Regions from separate parts of the Ovis aries genome. Here region 1 is linked to region 2. Evidence: chromatin contacts called from public Hi-C data. All regions are on one chromosome and are shown on one strand. Each heading gives the region's core, a stretch centred on a gene start, on an enhancer-like site or on the middle of the called end of the contact. The rest is flanking DNA. Distances are from core to core; before and after follow the strand shown. Region 1 overlaps ADARB1 (adenosine deaminase RNA specific B1). Region 2 overlaps ITGB2 (integrin subunit beta 2).

The links. A called contact is a pair of places that touch in the nucleus more often than the background predicts.
Region 1: a contact with region 2 is called in a Hi-C map of liver, with 7 times the contacts expected there. The contact joins two enhancer-like sites. A contact is called at or near these places in 12 of 16 Hi-C or Micro-C datasets (blood, hypothalamus, liver and 6 more).

What each region holds. Positions count from the first base shown.
Region 1 is chr1:265,704,427-265,709,812 of ARS-UI_Ramb_v3.0, forward strand. All of the region lies in intron 4 of ADARB1 (adenosine deaminase RNA specific B1), which reads left to right. Among named protein-coding and RNA genes, the nearest start is that of ADARB1, 53 kb to the left of the region's middle. Within about 2 kb of position 1,500, at least 2 of the 54 cell types and tissues checked have an H3K27ac peak or open chromatin away from gene starts, as enhancers often do. A contact at or near this core is called in liver, where this site is marked.
Region 2 is chr1:265,478,354-265,483,715 of ARS-UI_Ramb_v3.0, forward strand. ITGB2 (integrin subunit beta 2) reads right to left here. Exons shown (of 16, transcript NM_001009485.1): 8 at 4,578-4,673; 9 at 2,712-2,801; 10 at 1,863-2,003; 11 at 248-435; 12 at 1-162. Among named protein-coding and RNA genes, the nearest start is that of ITGB2, 26 kb to the right of the region's middle. Within about 2 kb of position 1,693, at least 6 of the 54 cell types and tissues checked have an H3K27ac peak or open chromatin away from gene starts, as enhancers often do. A contact at or near this core is called in liver, where this site is marked.

The sequences.
Region 1 (5,386 bases), core at 250-2,749, 230 kb after region 2:
CTCATGAGTGGGCTTCCCTGGGGGCTCAGACAGTAAAGAATCTGCCTGCAACGCGGGAGACCTGGGTTTGATCCCTGGGTTGGGAAGATTCCCCTGGAGGATGGCATGGCAACCCAGTCCAGTTTTCTTGCCTGGAGAATCCCGTGGACAGAGGAGTCTGGCGGGCTACAGTCCATGGGGTTGCCAAGAGTCAGACACAACTGAGCCCCAAGCCCAGTGCAACCTCAGAAGTACGACTCGGCAAATAAAAATGCAGTTGCCTTTGCGGTGTCCTGTGCCGTTGCATCTGTTGTTCTTGGAGATTAACTGGTGATTTTCTTCTAGCTGTTTTGAGCTCTAGTCAATACTAGACTCAATACTAGATAATAGAATCAGACACTTAAGACTGACGTGTAAAAGAAAAATGAAGAGGTTCATTTATCTTGTTTAGTCGCTAAGTTGTGTCCAAGTCTTTGTGACCTCATGGACTACAGCTCACCAGTTTCCTCTGTCCTCCAGTATCTCCTGGAGTTTAATCAGATTCATGTCCATTGAGTCAGTGATGCCAGCCAACCGTCCCAGCCTCTGTGGCTTGATCATTGTAGATGCAGGAAAATCTGGTGTTCTTCCCTGTGTCCTCATGGAGGGATTTTTAGAAATACTATCATCGCCCTCCTGTGGACGGGTTTGTTACGTAGTTACCACTCTAAAATTTGAAAGGCTGAACCTATGAGACCCCCTGCCCCTCCTGTGCACATGGAGAATTCTAGAAGATTGATGTTTCCTGATCATCTTATTAATGCACGCTTGGCTGTGCCCAGGATGCTGTGGACCGCTGCTGGGTTTGTGGTCCACCTTTTGGACATGAACTGGGACATTCCATGTGGTCTCTCGTCACTCCCTGGAGTTTGTCAGGTGGCAACTGGCAGCATTGCCAAGAGCTCCATGGGCCCCATTCTGGAAGAACCAAGCCCAGAGCTGCTTAGTGGACAGGGTGGGTCTCTTGGTTCCTGGTGGCACTCAGGCCTGTGCAGTGCTGTATAGGCAGGCCCTGGAGGATGGACGTGGCTGGGGGTGGGCAGGAAGCAAGTGATGACGGGGTGTCTGCTGCTGCTGTGACGAGAGTGGGGGCAGAGGCGGGCGACCTCTCCAGGCAGGGGCTGCAGGCTTCATGGAGGTGGGGAGTCCTGAACATTGTATATTTTCTAAGCAGATGGTACAGGGAGGTGGGCATGGAGCAGGGGATTGGGGACAGGAGAGGATCCCAGCAGCCTGGTGGGCCCAAGCGGGCTGCAGCTGTCGGGGTGGGGGCATGGAGGGCACTTTAACTAGCCTTATCATTGGGTCGTGCCTTTTTTGTTCAGTGTTAGCCTCTTCTTCCTGCATTCTTGCATCGTCTGGGGTGGTGGAGCGGGCTGTGAGAAGTGGCTACAGCCCGAGTTTGGACCTTGGCCTCCCTGACACAGCTCTGAGCTTGCGGCTGTTTGCCGGCTTCCCAGCCCGGTCTCCTCGCGAGATATGTCACCACCAGCAGCAAGAGCTGGTGGCACTGTCCTCTGCTGTCCTGATGAGGGAGACCGGGCTTTCCAGTCTTTTCCAACTGATTCATTCTGTGTTTGGAATCCAGTCATTCCTTCTTCTTGAAATCTACATACCTTTTGTTTCAAATTGAACAATGACTTTCTCATATAATTTGTGGGTTTTTTTTCTGGGATTTTTTAAAAAGCTGACTTTATTGAGATATAGTTGACATGCAATAAAAATCACTTTTCTGTGAGCAGTTAATTGTGTGCCGACAGTGTGCACGTAGCACAGCACCGCCGCGTCTCCTTCCTCCCAGAGGCGCCCTCTGGCCCGCTCAGATGTCCCCATCCACCCTCATCGCAGAGTGGCCTTGTCTGTTGGTGGTGTTCTGTGTCATCGCCTGCGACGGACAGAGCGCCAGGACGGAGCAGTGGAGAGGGCCGACCACACTGTCCAGCGTGCCCAGAGCCCCAGGTGGACGCCTTCAGACAGTAGGCGGCGCTGTAGGGTTGTGCTGCGATAACGAGAAAAGCCTGTTTCACAGCCTGAACCCAGATACCAACTTCCTGTGGAAAAGTGCAGGAAAGTTTCAGTTCACTGGCTTTGGTTTAACCGTTTTAAAGGAGCCAGGAGACAATGGCATGGAATACTTATGGCTAGTTTAGTTTACTGAATGACCTGATTTATAAATTTTATCAAATAATTTATGTTTAACTATACTAATAAATCAGAGAAGGCAATGGCAACCCACTCCAGTACTCTTGCCTGGAAAATCCCATGGACGGAGGGGCCTGGAAGGCTGCAGTCCATGGGGTCGCTAGGAGTCGGACATGACTGAGCGACTTCACTTTCACTTTTCACTTTCATGCATTGGAGAAGGAAATGGCAACCCACTCCAGTGTTCTTGCCTGGAGAATCCCAGGGACGGGGGAGCCTGGTGGGCTGCCATCTATGGGGTCTCACAGAGTTGGACACTACTGAAGCAACTTAGCAGCAGCATGCTAATGAATTGAGTCTGTGTTACAGACTTGGAAAGCACAGTTGCATGATTTGTTCTCATCTTTTAAAAAAGTATTGCTTTGCTTATTTATGTGTAACATAATTCTTTAGTTCTACTGTTTTAGCTTAATATTTCACATAGGCAATAATTAAGAAAAAATGCAAAAGAAAAAAAAATCCCAGTCTGTACTCTCAAGTTCTAAATGTGTGGTAACAGATTGCTGATTTTAATAAGACTAACCAAAATTTGTATGTGTGTGTTTGATCTTTAGTGAAGAGTTGTCACTTCCTAAAGTGAAGAAATAATGTGACTGCTTAAGGTTTAAAATTCCTCTTCCATAAACCTGCGTCTTGCAGCCCTACGGCTGTGTTGAAGCCACGCCCACTCTGTTGTCCTGTTCCCACCCTCTCTTGCTCTGCTGAGGCTGACCTTGCAGCAGTGGGCACCAGGGGGAGGGGGAGGGGGGTCGGGGCTGGCCAGGCGGTAGCCGGGGTCCATGGTGTAATCCAGGGCCTCCAAGTCATGGCTCAGATTCTGCCTATGAGATCCCAGGGTGCTAGACTTTGGGGATGAAGGCACATTCCAGCCAGAAGAGATCCCTGTGGGCCAGAGTGAGTAAGGGACCTGTTCCCACACCTCCCTGTGAACGTCCGTCCAAGATGACACTCACGTCTCCTGAGGGCCTCCTGGCAATTTGGGGATACAGATCTGCAGGTAGGGTGAGGCCTGCGGGCTGCCCCACCCTGGAGCTCAGGGTCTCCTAGGCTCCCACCTTTGTAGGTGATCAGCTTGAGGGACCTGAGATGGGTCACCCCCTCTTAGACTGGCTGACACCCTGTCGCTGCCCTCCAGCCCAGCTGCATTGCCTCAGTAACCAGACTGCTTTGGTCTCGACTCCACTGGCGCTCTCTAGTCGCGGATTTCAGTGACAAAGATGTGGGTTTTCGTTGTTGCCTTTTATTGCCGTCTCCTTGCACATGGCATCCATTTGGTGGCAGATTCGGCTCGTCACACCCTGAGATGTTTCCCCTCTTGCAGCCCGTGTGCCTGTTCCTCAGGCTCATGAATTGCATGCCTCAGGTGCCACCTGCGGTCCAGCTTTCACGCCTCTGATATCTTTTCAAGTGGTTTCTTCCCCTTCAGTCTTGCTGAAGTTTTTAGTCAAATCTGGTCACTTTTGTCCTCTGGTACCTTCATTGTGACAGACTTTCTTTTCTTGGGCTCCAGAATCACTGCAGATGGTGACTGCAGCTGTGAAATTAAAGGATACTTGCTCCTTGGAAGAAGAGCTGTGACCAACCTAGGCAGCATATTAAAAAGCAGAGACTTCGCCAGCAAAGGTCCGTCTAGTCAAAGCTCTGGTTTTTCCAGTAGTTATGTATGGATGTAAGAGTTGGACCATAAAGAAAGCTGAGTGCCAAAGAATTGATCCTTTTGTCCTGTGGTGTTGAAGACTGTTGAGAGTTCCTTGGACTGTGTGGAGATCAAACCAATCTATCCTAAAGGAAATCAATCCTGAATATTCTTTGGAAGGACTGATGGTGAAGCTGAAGCTCCAGTACTTTGGCCACTTGATGCGAAGAACTGACTCACTGGAAAAGACCCTGATGCTGGGCAAGACTGAAGGCAGGAGGAGAAGGGGACTACAGAGGATAAGGTGGTTGGATGGTATCACCAACTCAATGGACATGAGTTTGAGCAAGCTCTGGGAGTTGGTGATGGACAGGGAAGCCTGGCATGCTGTAGTCCATGGATCACAAAGAGTCAGACACAGCTGAGCAACTGAACTGAACTGAACCTTCCTTGTACATATATACGTTCACATCAGCTCTTTCATCTACACATACCCAGTTAAAAAACGACAACCTTGGAATCATTTATAAATAGATCAACTAGGCCGGGGTTTTCTACTCTAGATTGAGCAAAGTCACTCTGTCTTCTTTGAAGAACTAGCCAGATTTACTTTGTATTTCAAAAAGTTTATGTTCTAATTTGTTATTAATAATCAGTAATAGCTAAAGCATTTTAAAGTATGCTTCAAAAAGTAATGTTTAAAGAAAAACATACATATGTGTATACCTATGACTTATTCATGTTGATGTTTGAGAGAAAACAACAAAATTCTGTAAAGCAGTTATCCTTCAATTAAAAAATAAATAAATTTTAAAAAATACAATAGAGAAAGAAATACCTATCCAATCATGACTATCAATTGTGTATTCAGTTTAGCTTCAAATTTATGTTCAGACTTGATGGCAGTGTTTATTTCAGACTTTCCTTTCATCTTTAGCTACATGTCTGAGCCCTCCCTGCATAGCCCAGGCCTCTTGGGTTTGAGATGGCCTCTGCTGCGGACACTCATCCATGGGCCGCCATGGCCACTTGTGGATCACCTCTGTCATCCCTGGAACATTTGAGCCATCTGCCTACCACCATCTGTGGCTACTTCCTTGCTATAGGAGACTTTGTTCAGTTGCTCAGTTGTGTCCAACCCTTTGCAACCCCATTAATGGCAGCACGCCAGGCTCTGTCCTCCACTGTCTCCCGGATCTTGAGCACTGTCTTGCTCAAACTCATGTCCACTGAGTCAGTGATGCCATTCAACCATCTCATCTATCACCCCCTTCTCCTGCCACCAATCTTTGCCAATATCAGGGTCTTTTCCAAAGAGTCAACTCTTCCCATCGGGTGGCCAAAGTATTGGAGCTTCAGCTTCAGCATCAGGCCTTCCAGTTAATATTCAGGGTTGATTTCCTTTAGGATTGACTGGTTTGATCTTGCAGTGCAAGGGACTCTCAAGAATTTTCTCTAGCACTACAGTTCAAAAGCATCAATTCTTCAGTGCTCAGCCTTCTTTATGGTCCAGCTCTCACATTCATACAT
Region 2 (5,362 bases), core at 443-2,942:
GGCACGTCGCTCGTGTGGCACACGCACTGCCCGCAGATGCAGTCCCCCAGCCCCGAGCAGATGATGGAGCTGTTGTCCTTGCGGCAGCTGCCCTCCAGCTCCTGGCTGCTCCGGCCGTGCGTCTGGCACTCGCAGTTCTTCCCGATGTAGCCGGCGTCGCACCTGCGAGAACGCGGGGTCAGAGGCCCCCGGGGCGCACCCTGCTTCCGCGCGCCGGCGCCGGGGGCGGGGCGGGGCGCGGCCTCACCTGCAGACGCCGCACTCCATCGAGCCTCTGCCACCGCAGACGCTGCGGTCCCTGCTGGCTTCCCGGCATTGGCACTCGCACTGGGGAAGGACCCGCACGGTCACCGTGTCCGTGAAGCCCAGCGCCCGGATGGTGAAGGACTGCTCCTGGATGCACTCGGTGGCTGTGACCTTCACCTGGAAGGTGATCTGTCATGGGAACGTAGAGCTCCGGTGAGCACGGGACCCCAGGGTCATGACCCTACTCTGATCTCCTCTGGGCAGCATGGACAAGGGCACAGCCTAGAAGAGGAAGGGCCACCGCCCTCTGCTGCCAGGCTGGTGGAGTGGATCGAGGTGGGAGAGGGGAAGGACAGGGACATTCCAGGTGGCTCCAGGGCTCAGGAAGGGAGATGAGGGAGAAGATGACAGCTGGAAACTCAGAGATGCTGAAACATGCGCCCCCACGCAGCTCCCCCCCCACGCCCCCACCATCCTCAGGTGCCCTGGACTTGCAGGGAGGTCTCTTTAGAATTCTTTTAATCACTCATCTCTTAAAGGGATTTTAAAGTGACTTTGTATTAATAAATGATGTCTATTTTCTCCAGGTATTTTGTCCTGAAGCCCGGAGGCTAAGATGTCAGAATACCATAGGAAGTCCCAGATTCTGCCTGTGAGGGTGTATCTTGAGCCTGAATGCCCCAGGAGAACTGAGCCGGCAGCACAGAGTCCCCCCACCTACACTGCTCTGCTGCTCAGCCCTCAGGGAGCTTCAGGGAGCACCTCCTCAGCCTCACTGCCGGTCAACAGTAAGTGAGTCTCCACCCAGTACATGAAGTCAGAGCGGAAGCATCAGGGAGGAATCAGGCAATCAACACTGAGTGCATTCGGGTATGGATCCCCCAGTAAGAGGGGCAGAGATTTCAGTCAAAATTCACATGCATTTAGTAAGGCACATATTTGAAAGAATTTCAATGTCATTCAGAAATAAAAGCAAGTATTTTGCTGAATATTAATTCAAAGCTGGTGAAAGGAAATGATTAATCATTCCTGGTCATGGCAAATTTAAACTATTAGAGAAATAACTCACTGCCTGCTTGTAATCATCTGTGTGGCCCCTGCTTTAATGTCTTTGTCAAAAAACAAGAATACAGGGACTTCCCTGGTGGTCCAGGGGTTGAGAACCTGCCTTCCAATGCAGGGGACTTGGGGTTCCACCCCAGGCTGGGGAACTAAGATCCCACATGCCAAGGGGCAACTAAGCCCCTCACCACAACTGGAGAGCCCACGTGACACAATGAAGACCTGATGCAGCCAAATAAATTCATAACAATAATAACAATAAACAAAACCACAAAATCAGGAAAATCAAACCAAAGCAGATGCCCAGAGGGGAAGGAATGCCCTTTTTAGGTGTGTGGGGCTATGCCCAGCATCTGCCACCAGGGGGCGCTGCAGTCCTCACAGTCAGGGGTCTGTCCCCATCAGGCCACAGCGTGTGTGGATCTTAAAGGGAAGGAACTGGACCGGAGGTGGACAGGCCCAACCTCTAGCTGATCCCCGGTAGGCCGTTGGCCAGGGCACACCCTCTTGCTGTCCCAGGGGAGCCCCTTCCAGAGGCTGGGAGGGAGCCTCACCGGGACGTTGATCTGGACGCCGTCGCAGTCCCCTCTGGGCTGGTCCACCTGCGACACCCCGTTACTGCAGAAGGAGTCGTAGGCGACTTTCAGGGTGTCAGGGAGGGTGTTGTGATCCAGGAATACTCTGGAGGACAGTTTCTGTGGGGAGACAGTAGCACCATCAGACCCATCTTCCAGGCCACGGCTGGCATGCCTCTAACCTCCCCCACCACCCACCACGCATCCATGGAGAGCTCTGTGGGTGCCAGGTTACCCATGTCATGCCCCTCAAGACAGGCCAGTGGCGGCTACGGACGTGGAGACGGGTCCCAGCCCCCCATGAGAACAGAAGCTCAACTGCCCACTCACCACTGAAACCCCAGTGCCTGGCACAGGGCAGGAGCTGGAAAAACTGTTTACGTGAATGAGAGAGAGACAGACACAGAGAGAGATAAACAGAGAGACACAGAGGTAGACACAGAAAGGTGAGACAGCCCCTCCCAGGCAGCATCTGGAGTTTGGGAGGGCCTGCTGGGGCTTAGGGCTCCAACAGGGCAGGAGCAGCAGATGGAGCTCCTCTCGGGGGCTCCGACTTCACCCAGTGGGGCCAGCGCTTCCTGGTGTGCCCAGCGAGCTGTGCCCGAGGCCCTCAGGCCCTGCGGCTGTAAGAGGGCTTGGCGCTCATGTTCCAGCCAAGTGCAGGAGGGCCTGGGGTGGCACCTACCGTGCCATTAACCAGGGAGGACATTGCTGCCCAGGGGAGGTGCCCGAGTGTGGCCCAGACAAGGCCGGCGCTCTCCGCACCAGACCACCCTCCTCTTAACCTGCGGTGGGGACCCCGTCTTCGCTGACTGCCTGGGGACTCACATTGTAGGCACTCTTGATAAGCTCCACCACGTTCTTGGAATCTTCAGACAGCTCCCCGACTGCAGACTTGGGGATGATTTCTGTCAGCTTCTGTCGGGGCAGAACACAGGTGGTCGTGGCCAGAACCATGGGGCTGAAGGCGCCGCAGGGCCCACCCGGTTCTCTCACAGCCCTGAGGGTCTCCTTCCTGCTGGTGAGATGGCCCAGACAACCCACCCCCCCTCCCCGCCCCCGCCGACTTCTCACTGTGCGCATGGTCAGCGCTGTGCGGGCAGACACTGACTTGGTAAAACTACTTCCCCCTGGGTATTTCAAGCTGGTCACTGAAAGCAGAGCCAGGAAGACGTGCCGCAGCTAGGGGCCCGTCCCACCTCGCAGATGTGACAGGCACAAACAAACCAAGGGCACAGGTCATCGTAAAATGTGGCATAAAGTCAGGAAGCGAAATGTACCGAGCGTGTGAACGAGCCAATTTCGACAATGGCTGCGTTAGGCAACAGCATGCCGGTTGACTCTGGCAGACAGGGCCACACGCAGTCCAGGTACTGCTCTGTGTAGGCAGGCCGGAGCACTGGGTCATGCAGGCAAGCCTGGGGCCAGCCTCCAGCACCATCTGTGCCCTCTGCCGCCGCCGCCTCCCCCCCGCTTAGCGTATCTTTCACAAGAAATTGCACCATCACTTTATCTTGCAGAGCGGAGGGCTGGGCCATGTCCCTGCCCCCAACCCTGCTCTGATGCCCTGGAATGGAGTCCAGTCCCCTCCGTTTGTGGCTCACGAGGACCATCACAACCTGGCCACCCACCTTGGGCCTCCATCACCGAGCGGGTGATGCTCCTAGCTCCTAGCTCAGGACCCCGCTGGGGCTTGGGAAGTCCCCCCAGACACCTGCTCTCCACTCAGAGCAGAAACATGTACTGAGGGTCCTGCGTAAACTGTCCACACAGACCCTGGACCTCGTAGAACCCCCGGGAGCCCCAGGAATGGGGGCAGGAAGCTGAAGCTCAGCGAGGCCTGCGACTGCCCGGGGCCTCGCCCTTGCTGTCGGGGAGCAGGGTCCAGGGCCCGTGTATTCCATCTCCGGCTCCTGCCCTCTCTCTCACACTGCCTTCAGGGATATGAGTCCTGCTCCTCAAAGCAAAGTGCTGGGACCCATACTGCCGCTCGGTGAGGAGAGACTGCCGCGCCCGGTAATACAGTTGGGGACACCTGCCGGCACTCAGGCAACTTGTGCGGGCGGTGGTCTCTCAGCTGCACCCAGCCATCAGCCCTGCACTGTCCCTGTGGCTTGGCCAGCTCTCACCACCCGCCCCTGGCCACTTGTCCCTCCTCCCTCGGCGTCCCCTGCATCCTGTGCCCGAGGTGGGGCCCCCAATGCTGACAGCGAGTGTGGCTGGTCCCACCATCAGGCCTGCAAATGTCCCACACAGGCACAGCAGGTCACAGGCAAGAGGAAGGAGCCTGGGACTTAGGGGAGGAGGGGGCCAGGAGGTGCCCCCAGCCCATTGCAGCCAGAGAGCCTGCCACGCTGAGCCCAGCAGACGAAAACACAAGACAGCAAGTAAAACAGCCCTCCAGTGACGGGCAGAGGGGAGAAGTGCTGATGTGCAAATGTACGTGGACACAAAACTTTTCCTGATGTGAAGGATGGGACCTGCAGACTCAAAGGGTTTGCTATGTTGTAGCAAAAACACGATCACTGAGCCACAGGGACCTGTCAGCTCCTCCACAGTGCTCACTGCCTGGGGCGCCCACATGGCCTCGGCCAGCACACCCAGTGCAGAAGCAGCCCTCAGTGTGATCACCCCAGATTTAGTCACTCTTCAGCTGCAACACCTTGTCCTGCCGGGTTGCTCAAGCCCACTTACCTCGTACGTTTTCACCATCTTCTTGGTTACCGCGAAGATGGGCTGGATGTTGCTTTCTGCCAGTTTGTGTGCCAGCTGGCCCACCGATGGGTAGTCCTAGAGAGGAGACCCCCGGTTAGATGGCCCTGAGGCTGGGTACAAGCCATCCAGGCTACCCGACAGCTCCTCCAGGCAGAAGTGACTGCCCAGAGTGCAGAGGCTCCGCCCTGCATGCGCTGCGATGGGGCTGTTCCCAGTGACGTTTGCAAACACGTAAGAGAATGGGATTAGTAAGGAAACGGACAGTATTAAAAGTTGTGGTATGCTTCTTGATCAATGCACGAAAAAAGAAGTCCAGTGGCAAGTAACGGCTCACAGACCCTCAGCGTGGAGATGAGTGAGCAACACTTTGCTGTGTCTGAGCTGTAGGGCTGAGATCACAGATGCTGCACCCCAGCATGCACTTAGCCACTCAGTCGTGTCCGACTCTGTGCGACCCCATAGACAGCAGAGTGGGTTGCAATTTCCTCCTCCAGGGGATCTTCCCAACCCAAGGATCGAACCCATGTCTCCTATGTCTCCTCCCTTGCAGGTGGAGTCTTCACCCGCTGAGCCAGTGGGGAACAGCACAGTGGCGCCTATTTTCATAGCCGTCTCATGTACAATTTCAGACAGAAGCTCACAGGAACCTCAGATGTCATGTTCATCCTGTCCCAGTCGGGGGGCCCCTGAGAGGTGCCAGCACCACCTCCCACCTCAAGTCTGCAGGCCGCAGATGGACGGCCCCAAGGGTCCCATCTCTGAAA